3 separate regions of the Mus musculus genome follow, and regions 1 and 3 are each linked to region 2. A link is a contact called in public HiChIP or PLAC-seq data. All regions are on one chromosome and are shown on one strand. The core of a region is the stretch at or near the end of the contact, and the rest is flanking DNA. Distances in the headings are between cores, read along the strand shown.

What was found. HiChIP or PLAC-seq counts read pairs in DNA pulled down with a chosen protein or histone mark.
Region 1: a CTCF HiChIP or PLAC-seq map of the NIH/3T3 cell line shows a contact between it and region 2, with 17 read pairs. The contact joins two enhancer-like sites. A contact is called at or near these places in 11 of 39 promoter capture datasets (cranial neural crest, embryonic stem cells, frontonasal cranial neural crest and 5 more), 2 of 15 datasets of contacts at CTCF or cohesin (the NIH/3T3 cell line and stem cell-derived epiblast-like cells), 84 of 484 Hi-C or Micro-C datasets (the AML12 cell line, B cells, the BV-2 cell line and 52 more), 14 of 115 datasets of contacts at active chromatin or transcription factors (craniofacial prominence, embryonic basal ganglia, embryonic fibroblasts and 11 more) and 4 of 9 other capture datasets (adipose tissue, embryonic stem cells, liver and 1 more).
Region 3: an HNF4G HiChIP or PLAC-seq map of pancreatic cancer cells shows a contact between it and region 2. The contact joins two enhancer-like sites. A contact is called at or near these places in 1 of 15 datasets of contacts at CTCF or cohesin (the NIH/3T3 cell line), 8 of 484 Hi-C or Micro-C datasets (the C2C12 cell line, the CH12 cell line, embryonic fibroblasts and 3 more) and 2 of 115 datasets of contacts at active chromatin or transcription factors (embryonic stem cells and pancreatic cancer cells).

The regions. Positions count from the first base shown.
Region 1 is chr1:90,833,283-90,836,986 of GRCm38.p6, forward strand. The region is part of intron 1 of Col6a3 (collagen, type VI, alpha 3); the gene reads right to left. Among named protein-coding and RNA genes, the nearest start is that of Col6a3, 8.8 kb to the right of the region's middle. Within about 2 kb of position 1,654, at least 58 of the 459 cell types and tissues checked have an H3K27ac peak or open chromatin away from gene starts, as enhancers often do. A contact at or near this core is called in the C3H10T1/2 cell line, the NIH/3T3 cell line, embryonic fibroblasts and 1 more, where this site is marked.
Region 2 is chr1:90,632,061-90,635,363 of GRCm38.p6, forward strand. No RefSeq gene overlaps it. Among named protein-coding and RNA genes, the nearest start is that of Gm35242, 15 kb to the right of the region's middle. Within about 2 kb of position 1,796, at least 38 of the 459 cell types and tissues checked have an H3K27ac peak or open chromatin away from gene starts, as enhancers often do. A contact at or near this core is called in the C3H10T1/2 cell line, the NIH/3T3 cell line, embryonic fibroblasts and 1 more, where this site is marked.
Region 3 is chr1:90,865,617-90,868,959 of GRCm38.p6, forward strand. No RefSeq gene overlaps it. Among named protein-coding and RNA genes, the nearest start is that of Col6a3, 23 kb to the left of the region's middle. Within about 2 kb of position 1,260, at least 17 of the 459 cell types and tissues checked have an H3K27ac peak or open chromatin away from gene starts, as enhancers often do. A contact at or near this core is called in pancreatic cancer cells, where this site is marked.

The DNA.
Region 1 (3,704 bases), core at 404-2,903, 200 kb after region 2:
TGACTCAGAACCTGCTTGTAGCTCAGATTCCAAGCCTTCGGGGACTGAACCACCTGTCAATACAACTACCCCGGCCAACGTGTCGGCAGCGGAAAGGAGGCACGGCCCCAGAACATCAGGCAAGCTCTCAGCACATTTGTTTCCTCAGTGTAGTCAGATTGTGGCAACAGTACAAACACCCGGTCCCATTTTCCTGGCTTGGCATGTTCATTGCCTCTTAGACTCAGAAACGCACAGCTCTGAAAAGCAGTCTGTGGTGTTCAGCGCTCTGACTCCACAGTGTGCCCATGTCTTGATGTAACCTAAGTGGTGGTGCTAGGACTCTGCCCACAGCCAGTATGCAAGCCACTGCTGATGGGCTGGTCACCCTCTCACCCTGTCACTACCCCAGCTCCACCCCATTCACTCTATAGAACACTGCCCACCCCATGTTCCACCCTAGACACCTTTCTAAGGTGGCGCACGCCTTTAATACCAGCACTTGGGAGGCAGAGGCAGGCGGATTTCTGAGTTCGAGGCCAGCCTGGTCTACAGGGTGAGTTCCAAGACAGCCAGGGCTATACAGAGAAACTCTGTCTTGAAAAACCAAAAAAAAAAAAAAAAAAAAAAAAAAAAAAAAAAAAAAAAAAAAAGATGTCTGCCTCTTCCTCTCTCCCTCTCCCCCTCTCCCCCTCTCTCCCCTCCCCTCTCTCTCTCTGTGGGGGAGGGGGTGTTTGTGTGTGTTAAATTAACTGATGATGTGAACTCAGGACATTCTACTTTGGTTGGGTTTTCAGATATTTGATGGAGAACCTGCATCTTTCTGGGTCCTCTCCAGACACACAGTCTGTTCCTCCAGAGTCCCTAATGGCTTTGTAATTAGTCTAGAGCTGTATTTTAATGACAGGTCAACATATGTGAAAACTCTGAATGTTTACCACCATTGTGCACCAAACTACATCTCTGAAAGAGCTATGCCCCAGGGACAGAGTGCATTCTTTTGTGACTCTAAACCCAGCTATGCCACAGCCTGCCACAATATTCCATTAGTCTTATGTATCACAACTTCAATCAAAAGATGTGCATGCAGGTCTTCTAGCATTCTAGTTCAATGATTTCAAATATTTAATTCATTCAGGAAATGTGAGGCTTTAAGTAACATTGTGTATGTATGTGTGAGTGGGTGCGTATGTGTGCATGTGTGTGCATGTGCATATGTGTGAATATGTGTGCATGTGTGGAGAGGACAGAGGTCAGTGTTATGTGTTTTCCTCAACTGGTTTCCACCTCATGATTAGAGACAAAATCTCTTCCAGTGAACCCAGCATTCACCGGTTGGACTAGGCTGACCTACAAGCCTCCAGGAATCCTGCCTCTGCCTCCCAGAGACAGGACAACAGGTGTGCACGGCCACACCTGGCTTTTTATGTGGGTCTTGGATACAACTCTGTCCCCAAGCTTGCAAGGCAAGGACTTCACTAGCTGAGCCACTGTCTCATCTTTCGAGGAGCATCTTGTGGGAGAATTAGGATACAAGAATATTCTAGCACCTCGCTATGAGGCAATAGTCGTGGGATCTATGAAAGGGGATAGGTGGGGCCTGAGGTAAGGGCTGTCTGACCACTGTTGAGTCTACATTAAGGACAGGAAATACTCTGCAAGCCACATGGACAGAAAGCTCACTGTGGGTGAGTCATATGGAGTCGTTTTGCTAACGATCCCTGCCCCTCACACAGGGGACTCCTTTGAATACACTAATCCTACCATGTGTTAGTCACATAGTGAGTCACGCTGGAGCAACCCCTAAAGCTCCTTCCTAGCCTTCCATGGTCCCTAAGCGGTGATGCCATGGCTCTGTGAAGATGTTTGAAGCCACCAGCTAATTGAGTTTCTCTAAGGAAATGGCACTCGTGTTATATGAGTGGCCTGAGCATTCATCTCGGAAGAGCAGCTCCCTAGGTACCTGATGGCTCCAAGAGACAAAAGAGACACAGCCCAAATAGAAGCTTTTTTTTCCCCAGACTCCATCCAGATGTTGAGGGAGAGGGGAGGATGGGAGAAGCCCCTTCACCTCTGAGAAGCAGGGCAGGAGCTGATGCCCTGGGTTGAGGTGTCCTTGAGATCCAACAAAGCTGCTGGATCCCCAGGTGTGAAACTGAAAAGAAATTGTCTCCACGGTTTGCTGTCAGGAAATCTAAGCTCTAGGATGTAATGAGCCACACAGTAGAGTTAAGGGTAAATGGAGTCATTAATACATATTCACCCAAGGAGTAGGAGCCCCTTACATCATTGGACTGCATCCTCTCGGTGATGAGCGCAAGAAGCACTTGCAGGAAGGGGAGCTTTTATCGAGATTGCACTAATCTAAAGGTGTCAAGCATCAGCTCCCAGACAGTGCCCTGGATAGCTCTTTTTAATGAGGGGGGACAAAGGTAGCCACACCCTCTCTTCTCCCACTGCCAGTCTCATTACTCTCAGGGAAGAGAGAGAAGTAACCACCAGGCAGAAGAAATCAGCCACTGGGTTTCTATCTTAGAGGCAGGATTTCCCACCTCCTTCCCTGCATCCAGTGGCTGTGCACCGCTCCCACCACTTTAAAGCAGGAAAACTAAAACAGGATGAGGGAAGGTGGTTTGCAGAAGCCACATAGATAAAACAAGATAGGGTCAGCATCCAAACTCAAGTCCACAGCTCCAAGGAAGGAATGAAGCCCAGGAAACAGTACAAGCTAGGCAGGACACTCCCAGAGTCATGGTGCAAGGAAGAACAAATGTCCTTGGTGTTGGTGAATGTCTGGTTCTTTTCTTCCCCATATGAAAACATAAAAGTCAGACTTGGCTGCCTGGGACCCTTGTGCTGGGTGGGGTGGGCTGTCCTTTGTCAGAGACTCTGTGCCCTCAAGGCGACAGACTCAAAAAACCCAAGTACAATATTAACTGTATCCTCCCCTTTCTGGTTAGCATGTCTAAGTGCGCCACTTCTCTGTCTCTTTTTCACAAAGTTGAAGTGTCTTTTCCCATGTGGTTGCTACCCACTTGAGGTCCCAAGAGACTCCTTCTCATCAAGGTTGCCCTACACAGTCTTCAGCTTGCAATCATAAGTGTATCGCACAGACTTTCCCAGGCCATTTTGCAATTCTGTGAAATTAGTTTTCATTAAGCCTCCTCAAAAGCATTTCCATTTTCCATGTTAGGAAATCTTTTTTTCTAAGACACACACACACACACACATGAGGAAATAATTTTGAAACAAAGACTTAAGTGCATCCAGAGCTCCCATTTTGAAGTCTTTCATTTCATTTGTCTCCAGGCAACGCTTTAAGAAGCCAGGCAGCTCTCCTATAGAGTTCTGAAGCCTCCATTAACACCTCACTGTCCCACTTAAACTGGGGCCGCGGCCAGAGCCTCCCTTGGCCTCCCCCCTCCCCATTGTGGAATGAAATCTCAAATTGCAGTAGAGTTCAGGGTGCTACCTTACCCTGGCCTTTACTACTCTCATTTCTGGACTTTTAAGAATCAAAATAGGGACTGCGGGCGGCGGAGGCTGCGGGGGCTCAGCAATTAAGAGGATGCACTGTCCTTGCAGAGGCCCCAAGTTCTATTCTTGGCACCTGTATCAGGCAACTCATGACAACCTGAAACTCTAGTTTCAAGAGTCTCTGTGGGCCATGGTCACACACACAATTAATTAGTTAATTAATTTTTTAAAACAATTTTTGGCATTTC
Region 2 (3,303 bases), core at 546-3,045:
CAGCAGGTGCTCACGAGAGTTTTCTTCATTTCTTCTGGAATACGCCATCTCTTTCTTCCTTTCATTTCCCCTCCCCTGATTCCTTCAGGGCTTTCTTTGTCTAGAACGTACTTCTGAAAATACCCTCCAGATCATCGCTAGAGCAAGAGAGGGATTCATTAACAAACTCAGGTGACTGATGAACGCTAATGATCTTCTCGGCGTCTCCTTAGGCCTGGGACGGTTGATACTATCAGGCATCCAGGAGACACCTCTAGACAGCTCTGTGAGGAAGTTTCCATAAAGGTCTGAGAGGGAAGGCCCACTGTGGATGTGGGCAGCACCATCCTCTGGGGCGGGGCCTGGGACTGAATAACAAGAGGTGGCCTGAGCCCCTGCATTCGCCGCACTGCCTTGGATGTGAGCGGGGTGTGACCGGCCACCTCACAATCCACGTGACTGTAGTGTGACGGGCCACCACAGGATTCTGCTGCTATGCTTTCCCATGGTGACTTAGCCATGTCCCATCTTAAACTGTGAGCCGAATAAACCACTCCTCCCTTCAGTCTCTCTCTGTGGAGTGGAGGGGCTTGTTTGGTTACAGTCATGAGAAAAGTAACTTACACGGTGGTAAAGTTAGTTTGGGGATAATTTTCAAAGAACCAGCAGCATTTGGCCTTCCTATTTACCACTGCTGTTATGAAGGAGAAGTAGTCCTCTGTCTGAGCTTGGTCTGGTCCTCTGCCTGGAGACAAAGGCTGATCCAGAAGCTGCTGGGATCCCCGTTCCTTGACAGGCCTGAGCCTGCCCAAGCTGAAATCAGAGACCAGGGTTCCTGGGACCAGAGGATGTAATGAGCCCTCCACTCTCTGCACCTTTGCGTACTTAGACTACTCTGTCCACATATCCCCAATGCACTTGCTTCCTTCTGTTCAGATATCACACACACACACACACACACACACACACACACACACACACACACACACACACCATCACTAGCAATCTCCCTTTCTCCCAGACATTTACCTGTCCAGGTGTCAAGTTACCTTTAAAAATGCCTTCTATAAGCCGGGGTTAGGAAGACACCCCACGCAAGCATGCGCCTCAGCCAGACTCAGGGACCACCCAGTAATTCCACAGACAGAAAGGAGACAGGAGGGTGCTGGGGTCTCACCAGCAGCTCATCTAGCCAGTCAGTGAGGTCCAGGGCCACTGAAAGACACAGTCTCAAAAAGTAAGGCAGAGAGTGATAGAAGACGACCTCAGTGCTAATGTCTGGTTTCCACACATGGATTAGCATGGGGTCTTACACACACACACACACACACACACCATACCATCTCCAGTGATGCTTTTCTACTTGGTCTACTCAGCAGTGCTCATGCATGAGGATCTGGTGTGGTCGTATTTTCTGTAAAGGACATGACACCCATCCTACCGAAATCTGTCAGTAGCAATGGCTCCCCAGCCTGGAGACCCACCCTCCTCTACAGTCAGGTATTCCAGGCCTCCGATGGGGGCCTCAAGGGTTAGCCAGACTCAAGATGCCTGGGCTCCCCTGATCTGCAGAGGGCAGCAGAGGTCCACAGGCAGGGCACAAGGTGCCCCACTGGGTATCCCTGGCCCCACCCTCCCTCTTCACTACCTGTCAAGAATTCCTCTGCTTTTGCTTTTGGTGGCTCCCTGCTCCCTTCCTGTCTTCTGCTGCCCAAGAAAGCACCTGAAACAAGGCCAGCCTGTTGAAGGTTGAACAAACAAGGAGCCTGTGACTCAAGGCAGGGTGAGGTGGCCTCAACATTTGGGCAGATCTGAGCCAAACCACACGGCACCTCCTTCTGGAGACCTGAGTCATGGGGGTGACTGGAAGCTGGCACTTCTCACAGATGGGAAACTGCAGAGGGACATGAGTATTCTGTGGTCTCCGTAAAGGCAAAGCAGATGTCTGACTGACGGAGTGTGTGTGTGTGTGTGTGTGTGTGTGTGTGTGTGTGTAAGCCAATGTGCATGTGTATATGAATGAATGGGGAGAATTATATGTTCATGAGAGTGCGTGTGTATGAGACTCTCTGTACATGTGTATGTGTAAGACAGCCTGTGTTAGGCACACTTGTATGAAGACACTCATGAATCCCTGTTTCCCTCACCCTATATTACCCTCCCTCAAGTGCTTGCTCTGGGAGAGGCTCTGAAACAGGCTCCTTCCATTGACACCTGATGACGTCACTTCTGCAGCCCTAGCTAGCACACTGGCCTGGTTCCACAGACCACCTTGGTTGCCTCCTCCACCCACCTCGCCCTCCTGGGTCTGGCCCTAAGGTTCCACAGAGTCTTCTTCTGTGGACCCCGCCTACTGGTTTACTTGGGCTGTCCTCTGTTACCTCAGGAGATGTTTACAAGAGTCTCAAGTTCTGCTCTCAGCTGGGCACAAGGCTCAGCACTGCCCAGGTCCTGAGGACAAATAGAACAGAGGCAGCAATGAGGGAACTGGCCACTCCTTGTTGACATTCTTGTCCTCTGTGGTGAGGTGGGGACACAGCATGTGTTAAGGGAGGTACAGAAAGCCTGACAGCCCAAGACAGATCATGGGTGTGAGCTGGAAGCCTAGCTGTGTCTGTGCTGAACTGCAGTGTATCCTCCTCTTCCTTCCCCTCCTCCCTCTCCCCATCTTCTCTCTCCTCTCCACTCTTTCCCTCTTCCTCCCTTCTCTCTCTCTTACCCTGTCCTTTTATCCTCCTCCTCCTCCTCCTCCTCCTCCTCCTCCTCCTCCTCCTCCTCCTCCTTCTTCCTCCTCCTCAAGAGCCCATGCTCCATGTTCCCACACTTTCATACCTGACCACCAAACTCAGAGGTCAGAAAGCTGGTCTTTTCCAGCTGGAACCAGCGTGGCTAGAACTCTACATTACTTCCGTTGGATTCTAGCATTCTTGATCTCCTTAATTCTAAGTAGTCTCACAAAATTTTTAAAGAGATTAAGAAAAACATACTGTATTTTGGGTGAATTTCACAGGAAGCCCTGTCTTCAGTTCTGGGTGGGGCTTGCAGGTGATCTGAAGGCACAGGAAGCAGGAATATGAGATATCCTGCCTGGCCCTCACCTGCCTGCACAACTCCTGAAGAAAGCATCCTAGATACTCTGTGAGTCCATCATGGGTGTTCCAGCAGAGCTGAGCATCTGTCCACAGCCTTCCTTCTACCTAAAGTAGTCCTCCATAACCAGGGTGACTTTGCCCTCCCAGGGACAGTCAGTAATATCTGGGGACATTGGGACTGTCCCAGTTACTGGTGCAGGGAGATCCTGTCATCAAGCAGGCAGAGATAAGG
Region 3 (3,343 bases), core at 10-2,509, 230 kb after region 2:
AGCCAAAGATCATCTCTCTAGGGAATGGTGCTGCCCACAGTGGACTGCCCTCTTCACATCAATTAATAATCAAAACAATCCTACGCAGACAACTTGATAAAGACAATCAATTATTGGCTTGAGATTCCTTTTTCAGGTGATCCTAGGCTATGGCAAGTTGACATTTAACTCTATTGAAGACACCACACACATTACAATATAAAAATTTTTAGTGATAAGCGCATAAACAAAATATGACAGTTATATGATAGTAACCATCTATAAGAAAGAGAATCCTATGACTTGGGTGGATTTTGAAAACCTCATGCCGAGCAAGCCAGCAAGCAGCGCTCCTCCATGACTACTGCTTCAGTTCCTGCCTCCAGCTTCCTGCCTTAGTTGCTGCCCTCACTTGCTTCAATGATGAACTATGATGTGAACATGTAAGCAAAATAAACCCTTTCTTCCCCAACCTCCCCTGAAAACCTCATGCTGAGTGATAGAAGCCAGGAACGAAAGGTTATACAGTGTAAGATACCATCTGTACTCATTGTCTGAGAAGGAAAATCCTTTGTCTGATAAGGGACAAACAAATGCATGGTCACATAGTACTAGAAGGCAGGGAAAGAGAATACAGTGAGATGGGATAGGTCAGAGAAATGAGAGGACACATGTCATGTGCATCACCTAGCAGTGGAGAAGCATGGAGGAGCTGCAAGACAGACACATGCATGCCCAAGAGAGGGCACATGCATGCCCAGGAGGGGGCACATGCATGCCTAGGAGAGGGCTCAGATATGACACCGGCCACCTACTCCTGAGTTCCCTTTATGGCCAAATGAGAATAACACCAATATGCTGGTTTCACAGGGTTACCATGAAGACCAATAAAGAGGAGTAAGTAGAAATGTTTTAAACACCATAGAGTGCTCTAGCAGACACAACTTATACAGAGCTTTGGGATGCCAGAGCCACTTGTGCTGTTTTTAGCCTAGAAGGGTTTCCACAGTTGCCTTGTTGGCACCTTGGACAATGCAAGTGCCTCTTGCCAGGGCAATGTCATGTCCATGTGGTGCTCCCAGGTGAAGTCTCTCTATGTACTGTGATGAGACCTTGCTCCTAAATAGGACATGATAGCCACGAGACATGACAGCCATGTCAACCCCAGATAATAAACAGAACTGCAGAGGTGAGCGCCCACAGAAAGGAATGGTGACAGGCATAAATGGTTCTGGAGAGAGGACCATCAGTAGCTGTGTGGGTGGATGACATAGCAATGAGTAACTGAGGAGAGCCAGGCTCACACATCCCACCCTCCTACTGTGGCCACAGACTGGGGGGGGGGGGGGCAGTGAGGCGTGCCCAACGGCCATTCATAGGAACTGGCACAAGAGTGTTCTGTTCCACCTGCCACCTCAGCCCTCCCTCAGGCACAGTAAATGAGATACTCAGTAAAGGCGTTAGTGAGAGCAGTCACTGATTCATGGTTTATAAGCACCGGTGAAGGGCTTTTTCCATTGGTTTCAGTTACGGATGGCCAAGAAGCTGTAAACAGCAAGTGTCACCATGGGTGAGCCTCCTCCTCACCTCAGCGTTTCCTCAACTCACCTCTCCAGACATGGGCAGGGTCACTGGGGACCTCAAAATTACCCCACCACTTCTCACCTGCACAGCTTGCATCTTTAGCTAGTACTTGGAAGGTACACAAGGCATGTGTCAAATCTGCTGCCAGGATTTTGAGAGATGGTGGGTAGACTGCAGCTCATTTCCTGGAGACACTGAAATGGATCACGTAAGAAGGCCTGTCTTTCCCGTGGTGGGATTGCCAGGCCATTAGCCTGGTTGTATCATTTCTTCATTCATTCATATAACCAAGCCATTCCTTCCTCCCACATACTAGACCCTGACAGGAATGAAAGATACAAATCCCAATGAAACACATGTGGTTCTCAGTGTGTGGGGAAAGCCTTTCAGACTCTTAGGACAGCCTCTATACCTGCTGTCACCTTCACTCTCCCAAGAAGATGAATCCCTCCTAGTACCCTGTACAGAGATGCCCACCAACTGTACTCACTCATGGGTACCAGTCCAGAAGAATCTCACTTGAAGGACCATTCTCACTAAGCTTAGAGCTATTGAGTCTGGCACATGTTACAGCTCTTCACTGTGGTTAATTTAAGACCAAGAGTTTGTGCAACCACACCACTATCTCCTACTACCCCCACGTTCCTCTTTCAGGCTAAGAGAACCCATCTCTCAGAAGCTTCAACAACGGATAGGAAAGCCCATCTTATCCCCTGTCTCAGAAGTCAGTAATTGAGCAATGGACACATGGCCCCAGAAAAGAGCCCAGCACCAAAGGCTGGCAGAAGTGGGGTGCAGAGCATCTTACTGTGTGCTCTAGAGCTTCTGGGCTGCACCCAATGTGAACCCCTTCCACACTCTCTACCCTCTCCTGTGGCTCACCCTCCTTACCATTGCCTCCCACTGGGTCAGTCATTGGCAAGAGAACCTGCTACTAGCTCTGTTTCCAGACCTAAGATAAAGTGGGCCAGAGGTCTGAACCAAATCCCAGATGCATACGTTGTCTGGCCAAGGTCTCCACCTTCCCAGGTTGCAGTGTTCTGTAGCATAAGCTTGATAGTAGCACTTGCCTGAAAGGGTGCTCCACAGACAGACTGAATATGGTACCACAGTAAAGTGGGTGGACCCACAAAGGTGTCTAAAGGTGCCACTCATTCTTCAAGACAGCGATGAGCAGGTAGTTAGCCTTGAGCTGCTTATCAGACAGGACTTCACAAAACAAGAGTCTGCAACTTCTAGAATCCTCCAAATGGTTATACCTCAGTCCTCTAGGACCTACAGGATGTCGTCTTTGCTGGCTAAGATGGAGCAGGACAAAGGGTGGACTGCTTTTCCCCATAATCACAGGATTCATATCCAAGTTCCCTGAGGGCAACTGAGCCCATTGTCATACCATGAGGTGGTACTAGCCACCCTCAGGAAACCATTGCTTCTTCATACCCTCTGCCTTTGGCATCCAGAAGAAATGGCATGTGACACTGACTCTCAGAGCCTCTCGGAGCATGACAATTTCCAAGGTGCCCCTTAGAGGTGGGGTGCACACCTCCCACACCCACATTCCAATCTCCATCTCTATGTCAAACAGAGGCAGAGGGCCCCATCAGCTGACACTGTGGAAGTATCTCCTGCCAACACTTTCAGGGTTGTTCAGGCCAGGCTGTAAAACATACCTAACAAAGACCATTTTTACAGACTGATGCTCCAGGCAAGAATCTTGCCTAACTTTCAAAAGCAATGACCCCCTCCTAATTCTAAGTGTCTTCCTTCTGACCCCAAGTAT